Linked DNA regions of Mus musculus: region 2 is linked to region 1. A link is a contact called in public HiChIP or PLAC-seq data. All regions are on one chromosome and are shown on one strand. Each heading gives the region's core, a stretch centred on a gene start, on an enhancer-like site or on the middle of the called end of the contact. The rest is flanking DNA. Distances are from core to core; before and after follow the strand shown. Region 1 holds the start of C1qtnf1 (C1q and tumor necrosis factor related protein 1). Region 2 overlaps Rbfox3 (RNA binding protein, fox-1 homolog (C. elegans) 3).

Region 1 (4,182 bases), core at 1,234-3,733:
CTCCAGGTCCCCTGCATTAGCCGCTTTCTGGGAAATCTCCATCTCACTCTGGTTCATCTGGCCCAGTTGATTCCAGATTAGAGACACCGAGTCCAGCTTGGCTTTGTCCATGAGGCACCAATCCTGTGAGTTTGGAAACCAGTTGGGTGGATGCAGAACTTCCTGTTGGAATGAGCCAGCTGCGGAGTTGACCATCATCTGGTGAATCTCTAAACCTTTCTTCTGCTTTTGACCCCCAGGTTGGCATCTCAGAATTACATTAGAGAGTGCTGCTTTCCCAACCTCCATCCTAAATCCATCTTGGGTGTGTGTGTCCCTCTCCTGAGTCACATGCCCAACTGTATGAATCCTGCTGTACTGCTCTGAGCCAGGTTTTCACTAAGCTGAGTCTTCTGGGTGGGACCATGATAAAAAGCAATGCTGCATTCTCTCCTCACAAGATTTCCAAGACTCTTTGTTGACCCTGCAGCAGCCCTGGACAGGGGGTGTGGGGTTAAGGGTCCCTCTTGCTTCTGCTGCCTGCTCTCCCTGGCATCTCTACTGTGAAAGATGTTGGGGACAGAGAGACAAGGGACAGGCTGGGTCCATGTGCTGGGTGGGAAGCGGCATGTCACTTACAGGAATGAGGGGAATCTTGTCTTTGCCTTTTCCTATATAGATAACCAAGGATGCAATTTGCTCAGTCTTAGATATTTGCCAAGCAACAGGAACTCTCCTCAGGGCTGCTAGGTTGGGGCTGGCCACATCTCTGGTGGAACACATCTATGTATTCTTGAAGGCGTCCTTAAGTGCTCCGCCGGGTACCAGAGGGCCAGCAATGTCTTTCCTTCTCATGAGTTGGCACTTGGATTTGGAATTTCTGGAGAAGCCTGTGGGAATTCACAGACTTCTGCCTGACGTCAAATCCTCCCTCTTCTCCTTCCATCCTGGGCCATTCTGGGATTTGACGTCTGCCTTTCTATGCCCAGCCTTGGGAGGAGATGATGGGGGCACTGGCTTGCACCCCTTCTCTTCCCCTTTCGATTCTGTTGGCCCTTCTTTATGCTGGCACAGCAAAGAGTAGAAAAGTGCAGCCTGTTTGTTTTGCCTGGGCTATCCCAAACCAGCATCTCCTGCCTAGAGAGAGGAGGGAGGAAAGGAGGGGTGGGAGGGGGAGGAAGGGTGGGGAGGGGAGGCAGAGAGGGGAAGGAAAGAGGGAGGGAGAAAAAGAGGAGAGAGGAAGGGGTAAAGGGAGAAAAATGGAGAGAGGGAGAGAAGGGGAAGGGAGAAGGGGGGGAGATGGGGGGAGAGAAAGAGGGAGGAGGGAGAAAGGGGGAGAGGGAGGAGAAAAGAAAGGGGAGAGGAAGAGGGGGAGAAGGGGGGAGAGAGGGGGAGAGGGAGGGGGAGGGAGAAGGCGCTCTCAGAGTCTGATGTCACCAGGGTAGTTTCATATCTCAGTTCAGATCCTCTCTCTTTTAGAGTTGTAATAAGATCCCAGAGCAAGCTTTCTGACTCAGTGTTTGGGGATGGAGGCTAGGAGGGACTGATCTGTAGAAGCCTGGGACATGATCCCCACAGGAGGAGACTCACGAGGGCATGTGTGTAAGATTAAGGAATGTCCAGAGCAGAGTGCTGGCCCAGCACCACACTCCAGGGCTTCACTGGAGGACCTGGACCCTCCAGATGCTGCCTGCCCACCTTTGCCTCATAGGGTTCTCTAGACTCTTAGCAACTGAGTGATCCCCTTCCAATACATACTTGCATGAACACACAACCTGCCATTTTGCTACAAAGGAATCATGGATACCAAATTTACCCTCGGTCCCTGGAGTACAAGTAGCCCTGATGGCAAGGGTCTCAGATGGGACCACTGCTGGGACTCACACACCTAAATCAATGCTCCTACCACCAATTGAGATTCTCTGCCTTTTTGCAGGTCTCTGTCCTGCATGGAATATCCTCGTCCTGGGCTCACAGCCACCTTCACATCTGGAAAGACCTCTAGATAAACAGAAGCGTCCACCTCCATCCCCTTCTAGCCTGTGCCAGCTCCCTGGGGCGTCCAGAAGTAGGGACAGCCAGTCAGCCAGCCAGCCAGCCGGGCACACACACAGTTAATTCTTGGCGGCTGCTGTTTGGATAGAAAGCACTAGGAGCGGTCTAGGCTCCTCCACAACTCACATCTGGCTGGGGTTGGCGCTTTGTATTGGTCCCTCTTTCTTCCTCTCTTCCTCTACTTCTGAGAGAAACCACGTTTCCGTTTCTGGCCAAAGAGACCTTGGAGGCAGCTGAGGAGATAAAGGTGTTGGGACTGCTGTGCCTTGCACCTCCCCCTTTCCTCCTCCTTAAGTGTTTCCCCCTGGGGGACTTTTTTCTCCCTCGGGCTCTCTCTCTCTCTCTCTCTCTCTCTCTCTCTCTCTCTCTCTCTCTCTCTCTCTCTCTCTCTCTCTCTCTCTCCCTCCCTCCCTCTCTCTCTCTCTGCTTTGACACGTCTGTGCTTCCCCTCCTGACCTAGCCTAGAAGGCTCAGCCCCTGGGAGATGCTCTAAGAGACGCCTCCCCGAGAGCCCTGAGAGGCTGGAGGATTTCATTGCACAGCCGGCTCAGCTGGAAGGAGGTAGGTGGCTTGGACAGACCGGGAAGGACTCCCATGCCTCTGAGCTCCGTCTTCGTGGCTTCATCTGGGTGCCCAGGCGTGACTGAGTAGACGCTTTCTCTGGAGTGAGATGTGATGTGGACTTACAGCAAAGGGGCAGACAGAGCAGGGCAGAAGTTTTGGGGACAGCATTGAGTTATTCTTGCTAATTCCCCCTGCACAGATTGGCTGTGCAGAGAGGCAGCTTGTTGGGGCTCCCTGGAGCGTGCAGGGGGCGGGCTCTTTAGCGGGTAGGATGCTGACAGGACCAACTATGCATTCTTCCACTGTTTTGTGGGGTGTCTCTCTTTTACCCGGATGCTCTTTAGAGGGTGTGGAAGGAGAAAGAGCAGCTCTGTTCCCAGCTTGTGCCACCCCATGCCTGTCCGTATCACCTGGGACAGCTAGGATCAGGTCTGTCCCATCTGTCAGTGGTCAGCTGGAACCCCAACACTGAACAGGAAGTGTGGACTCTGGCCCCTTCTTCTAACAGCCTCGCTGTTCCTGGAGGACATCCAGTTTGGGCAGGAAAAAACAAATATCCCTTCTCCTTGGACCTTCCTGGGAAGGAAAAAAGCTGCCTATGGTGCTAAGAGTAGCCCTGAGCTAGGGCTGGCTGCAGACTCTAAGATGCCCCAGGACCTTTGTTCAGCCTGTGTCCACCTAGACTCACAAGTCTGGGCATCTCTGTGGGTGAAGATGTAACTTACAGGTTAACCTGAGTCCCACCCCATCTATTCATGCACCCACCCAGGCTGCTCCCTGCCCTGGAGAGCCTCCTCCCATCCAGCTACTCCTGGCTCCACCCTTGTCTCTGGGAAGGGTGAGAGGGAGCTGCCTCTCCGACTCCTTCTGTTCCTGTGACCTGTTTCTTGGAATGGAGACCACAGAACATGATTCTTCAGCTTTGACAACAGGGTTCGGCATGTGGATCAGACGCAGGGTGTGTAGTGCCTAGCGTGTGAAAGGTCAGGGGTTGCTTCTCCAGTACTGGAAACAGCCACAACCAAATACCAACTTTAATTTTCACGGAATATGTTGGCTCAAGACTGTGAGGCAGAAAGGCTGCGGCTAGCCTGAGCCTAGCCTGAGCCATCCTGAGCCAGACAGCATGGTCTGACAGAGACCATGAGTGAGATGCAGTTTCAAAGTAACCAAAGGAAAATAGAGTGAGATGCAGTTTCAAAGTAACCAAAGGAAAATAGAGTGAGATGCAGTTTCAAAGTAACCAAATGAAAAGGAAAACAACAATGAAAAAAAAAAAAAAAGGAAAAACTGAGAAATGTCATTGGGATCCCCCTGGGAGTGAGTGACGTCCTTAGAAACTGCCGACTCTGCTTTTTATAGTGCAACAACTGTGTGCTGCCTGCACAGGAGTGTGAGAGGAGTTGTGTATTCTCTACCAGGCCCCTCCAGTGCTCACTGGAGAGGAGGGAAACCTGCAGAGGGAACCAGAGGGCTGAGAACAAGGGAACCTCGGTGCCCCCTGTGTCTCACAGCTCTGCCTAAGGACCTACCTGGCCCAGGCCCTGCAGCCTACCAGGAAGCATCCCAGCTAAATAGTGTCTT
Region 2 (4,182 bases), core at 739-3,238, 320 kb after region 1:
AGCACTGATATGAACATGTATGTGCATGTGAATGCTACATGTATGTATGAGTGAATGAATATGCAGATATAAATGCATGTGGAACATATGCACGTGTTGCATGTTTGTGTATATGTGTATGTATATATGAATTTCTTGGCAAATCTTCACACGTTGAATATATGTGTGTACATGAGTCTGTGGTAGTTATGTATATGTGAGTGTACATAAAGATATGTATGTGATATATAAGCATATATGAACATGTAGTGTATATATACTCAGGTATGTACACATATATTTATACACATGTCTTGGTGTAGTGGGACATGGGGAGGTGTGGACATTCAGGTTATTGCCTGAGTGGCTTGCATGGCTGCTTCAGGAGCTGTGGGAAGCTACCCAACGCACCTGCTGTCAGGTAGAGGCACCTGGCCAGCAGGCTTTCTTCCAAGTGTGGCCAGTTCAGAGCCAAGGCCAGTGGGAACAAGCGCCCCAGTGATGGCCGAGATGCAGCTACAGTAAGAGACACTTTGGTGGGTGGATGCCTAGACAAGGGCAGGGATAGGTAACGAAAGGCAGCCTGCTAGGAACTGCAGCCAAGCACTGAGGCCTGAGGGCAGGGAGCACGCCCACCTGCATGTCTGGTCTGCACCATCCTTCCGGGACCTGGCCGGCATCCACGCACATTGACTTCCTCAGGGTGGACTGCTGGCGTCCATCTGCCCCTCTGCCAGTGGCTTGGGCTCTGTGCCCAGGCGCCCCCACCTGCCTGGCACAGCAGGAGGCAGAAAGGATGGGAACCTGACCAGCTACCCATGCAGGTGGAATGGGTCTCTGTCGAGCAGGTCCAGTGAGCATGGGGGGCATGGCAGTGCTCCCAACAGGATAGTAATGTTGGAATTAAAGTTCCAGTAAGCCCATTTAAAAGACACACAAACCAGGTGTTTTATTTATAAACCACATGCTTACATTGGGCAGATCTAGGGCTGTTTTAACTTATTCCCCAGCTATAAAGCCCCTTGTTACTTGCTGCTTCTCCTGGCCATGTGGGTCTGGTTCATTGTAGCTTCCTCCTCTCTGTCCATCCTTTCTCCCCCTCTCCCTGAAACCTCCTCTCAAATCTACAGTCTCACCTTACTCCCTCACTGTCCAATCATAGGCTATAGCTTTTTATTGACCAGTTACATTGAGAAGAAGGTTCGCAAGGCATCTCTTGAGTATGAGAGTATCTGCTTGTCATCGGGGGCAACCACACCTTGAGGAACCAGTTTTAACTGTAAGATGCAAGCAGCATCCACTACAGGGTAGGGATAGACAAGAAGAATAAGGTGGTCCAGGCTGCAGGACAGAAGAGTCCCACAGGTGTACCAGCCGCATATTTGCAGTTTCCCAGGTCCTGGAGCCTCACAGAAGACTTCCGAGGCATCTGGGGTGGGGAGTGAGGCTCCCCAGATGCTAGGGCCCCTTGCCCACCTCAGGGACTTGCAGGCTACATTTTCCAATAAAATGCAAATCAGCAATTGCCTTACTGAAGAACTAGGGGGAAAAAATCAGTGTAAACAAAATCTCTGTTGCCATGGAGACCATTAAAAATAGACTGCCTGCCCTCCCCCTTCTTTCTGGGTAACGTGCTGCCGAGTTCCTTCACAACACATTATTATTACTTTTTAATTATGAATAATTTCCCCTTTTCCTTGCAAAGATGGATTAATGCACAGAATCCCCAATGTATGCCCCTCAGAATGGACCCATTCCAGCACGGGCACACTGGTGGGCACCATGTTTATGCACAGGGTGAAGGGAGACCTATCCATGCTCATTGCACCTGCTGCCTTCTTTCTCTTGGCCTCATGCCTGTGTGTCAGTCGGTCTGCTGTCTGCCTGTCTGTCTGCCAGCTGCTCCAGTTCAGGTTACAATCTGGAGAGTGCCAGAGCAAGCCAGGAGAGAGCCTCCGGGTAGCACTGTGTGGAAAGAGGCAGACCCAGAGGAGAGTGCCCCACCCCAGGGAAATCCCCTAGCATGTATGATCTCATACCATCTGGGCAGAGTGGGGTCCTGTGGCATGATGCTCAGGCCAGTGGCTCATTGTCAGCATCTGTGCTTTCAGCCCAGGCAGCTGCTAATCGCCTGTGGTTAGGAGGAGCCATTTAGCCACAGCCTGGCAGTGGGCTGAAGACAGCTAAGGTGGCCCTCAACTCCTCGAAGGCATGAGTGACAGCCACAGGAGAGAGAGGTCACTGTAGTCCCTTTGTCCCCAGAGGGTTCCCAACCACTGATCGGCCAGCTGCCTGCACACAGGCCAGCAGATGAGCAATGACTACCAAACTCAGGAATAGTGACTACCACTGCACAAACGAGATGGAACCTCATCCCACCCTCCCAGGGTGTGATTTCATCTCAGAATTCTGAGTCTTCCGGGTTCAAGTGGCTGCCCAGAGACAGCCCATCCTCTCTACCACCTCCACAACAGACATCAGCGCCCCATTGACCCGAGACCCCAGCCAATATTTCAGACCCCAAGGTGACCAGCTGAAGCCTAGCAAACTGGGGCAGGATCTCCATTGTTTTATATGCAGATATATTTCTAAAGAACCAATGCCTGGTGCAGGCGTGCTTGTCAGGGCCTAGAGACATCCTAACCCCAGGCTTGTGTCTGACCAGACCAAGGCCTTCTTACATTCTTGTGGCATATCTGGGTCATTATTGAGTGGAGGGGACCTGTGTGGCTTTGAGGCTGACCCCACTTGCTGTTGACAGGCTCTGTGAGTCCTAGAACCTGGAAGGTTTCAGTTCATCATACGTCACAACAACAACAGTAGGGAAAGAAGAGCCTCCTGGGTACCACAGTCCCATATACAATGTGGTTCAGTTATGACATCAGGCCTCCACACACGTGCAGACATGCATACAAGCATGCACAGACATATCTCATCACACACGCACACACACATGAGAGAGAGAGAGAGAAGGTTAAGAGGAAAGGGGAGCATTCTGACTCACGTGACAGCATACATACGTCTTGAAGATGTATTTGATGAAATGACTCCCAGAGATCCCTGAAGGGTCTCTCTCAGGACTCCTAGCTCGCAGAAACAGAAAGGAGGAGGAAGGGGGTGGATGGAGATGGGGAGGGGGATGGGAGCCAGAGAATCATTTGTTCTGGAACTGGATGGTGACAATTGTCACTTAACCCTGAGTTCATATGGTATCTTGAACTGAAGACATAACACTAGGTTTTATTATTAAATAGATTTTAACACAGTTATGAAATAAAAACCCATATTTGAGTGTACATAGGGCTGGAGGCCAGAAGGCAGCCTCATGTGTTGTTTCTCAGGACCATCTCCTTGGTTTTTGAGACAGGGTCTCCTCTTACTGCGACCTGGAGCTTGCCTATTAGACCACGTTGTCTGGCCAGTGAGCCCCAGGAGCCGTCTGTCTCTGCCTTCAGGTGCTAGGATTATAAGCAGGCACCCATCACACTTGGCTTTCACTTGGGTGCTCATGATCAAACTTAGCTCCTCACACTTGTGTGCAAGCACTTTACATACTGAGCCATCTTCCCAGCCCTAAAAATACGTTTTAAAAGTGACTGGGTCATGGCTGGCCTCATTCAGAGGATATCAGCTACCAGGTCCTACCTCCTCCATTATGCACATACACAGACACACACAGACATGCACAGAGGCAGGGACACACATGGAGTCATGCAACAAAGGTACACACATACACATACACAGACACACACAGACATGCACAGAGGCAGTGACACACATGGAGTCATGCAACAAAGGCACACACACACACACACACACACACACACACACATCTCCATACCAAACACTGGCCAAGTTCTTTCTGCACTACAGGAAGGCTCCCATCCCCCACATCTCCTCCATCTGAGTCTCTGTCAGCAACTTCACAAAGAAAGGCACAGGACACCTGGGTGATTGTCTCACAGAATACTCATCCCTGTCACATTAACACAATCAGGCGACAGGCCATGTGTGTGTCAACCAAGGGTCTTGGCTGAGAACAAGAAGGAAGTCAGCACAGAGAATGGGGCTCACTCTATGGTGTGTAGGCTGTGGCTGGTCTGCAGCAGCAGCCAGCTCAGGTTGCCAGGAGGAGGAAGCTACAGAGGAGCCCAGAGATCAGCTGGCCACGGCAGGAAGAGGTGGACAGGGGCAGGGCCAATG

The links. HiChIP or PLAC-seq counts read pairs in DNA pulled down with a chosen protein or histone mark.
Region 2: a contact with region 1 is called in an H3K4me3 HiChIP or PLAC-seq map of forebrain, with 7 times the contacts expected there. The contact joins the enhancer-like site here to the promoter of C1qtnf1 in region 1. A contact is called at or near these places in 4 of 39 promoter capture datasets (cranial neural crest, embryonic stem cells and neural stem cells), 3 of 15 datasets of contacts at CTCF or cohesin (the NIH/3T3 cell line, embryonic stem cells and stem cell-derived epiblast-like cells), 18 of 484 Hi-C or Micro-C datasets (the G1E-ER4 cell line, the HL-1 cell line, bone marrow-derived macrophages and 12 more), 11 of 115 datasets of contacts at active chromatin or transcription factors (bone marrow-derived dendritic cells, embryonic basal ganglia, embryonic forebrain and 7 more) and 3 of 9 other capture datasets (adipose tissue, liver and macrophages).

What each region holds. Positions count from the first base shown.
Region 1 is chr11:118,425,974-118,430,155 of GRCm38.p6, forward strand. C1qtnf1 (C1q and tumor necrosis factor related protein 1) reads left to right here and starts at 2,484. Exons shown (of 4, transcript NM_001204129.1): 1 at 2,484-2,595. Gm35598 (a long non-coding RNA gene) reads right to left here and starts at 2,388. Exons shown (of 3, transcript XR_880340.2): 1 at 2,161-2,388.
Region 2 is chr11:118,750,508-118,754,689 of GRCm38.p6, forward strand. All of the region lies in intron 2 of Rbfox3 (RNA binding protein, fox-1 homolog (C. elegans) 3), which reads right to left. Among named protein-coding and RNA genes, the nearest start is that of Gm11750, 33 kb to the right of the region's middle. Within about 2 kb of position 1,989, at least 17 of the 459 cell types and tissues checked have an H3K27ac peak or open chromatin away from gene starts, as enhancers often do. A contact at or near this core is called in cortical neurons, forebrain and neural stem cells, where this site is marked.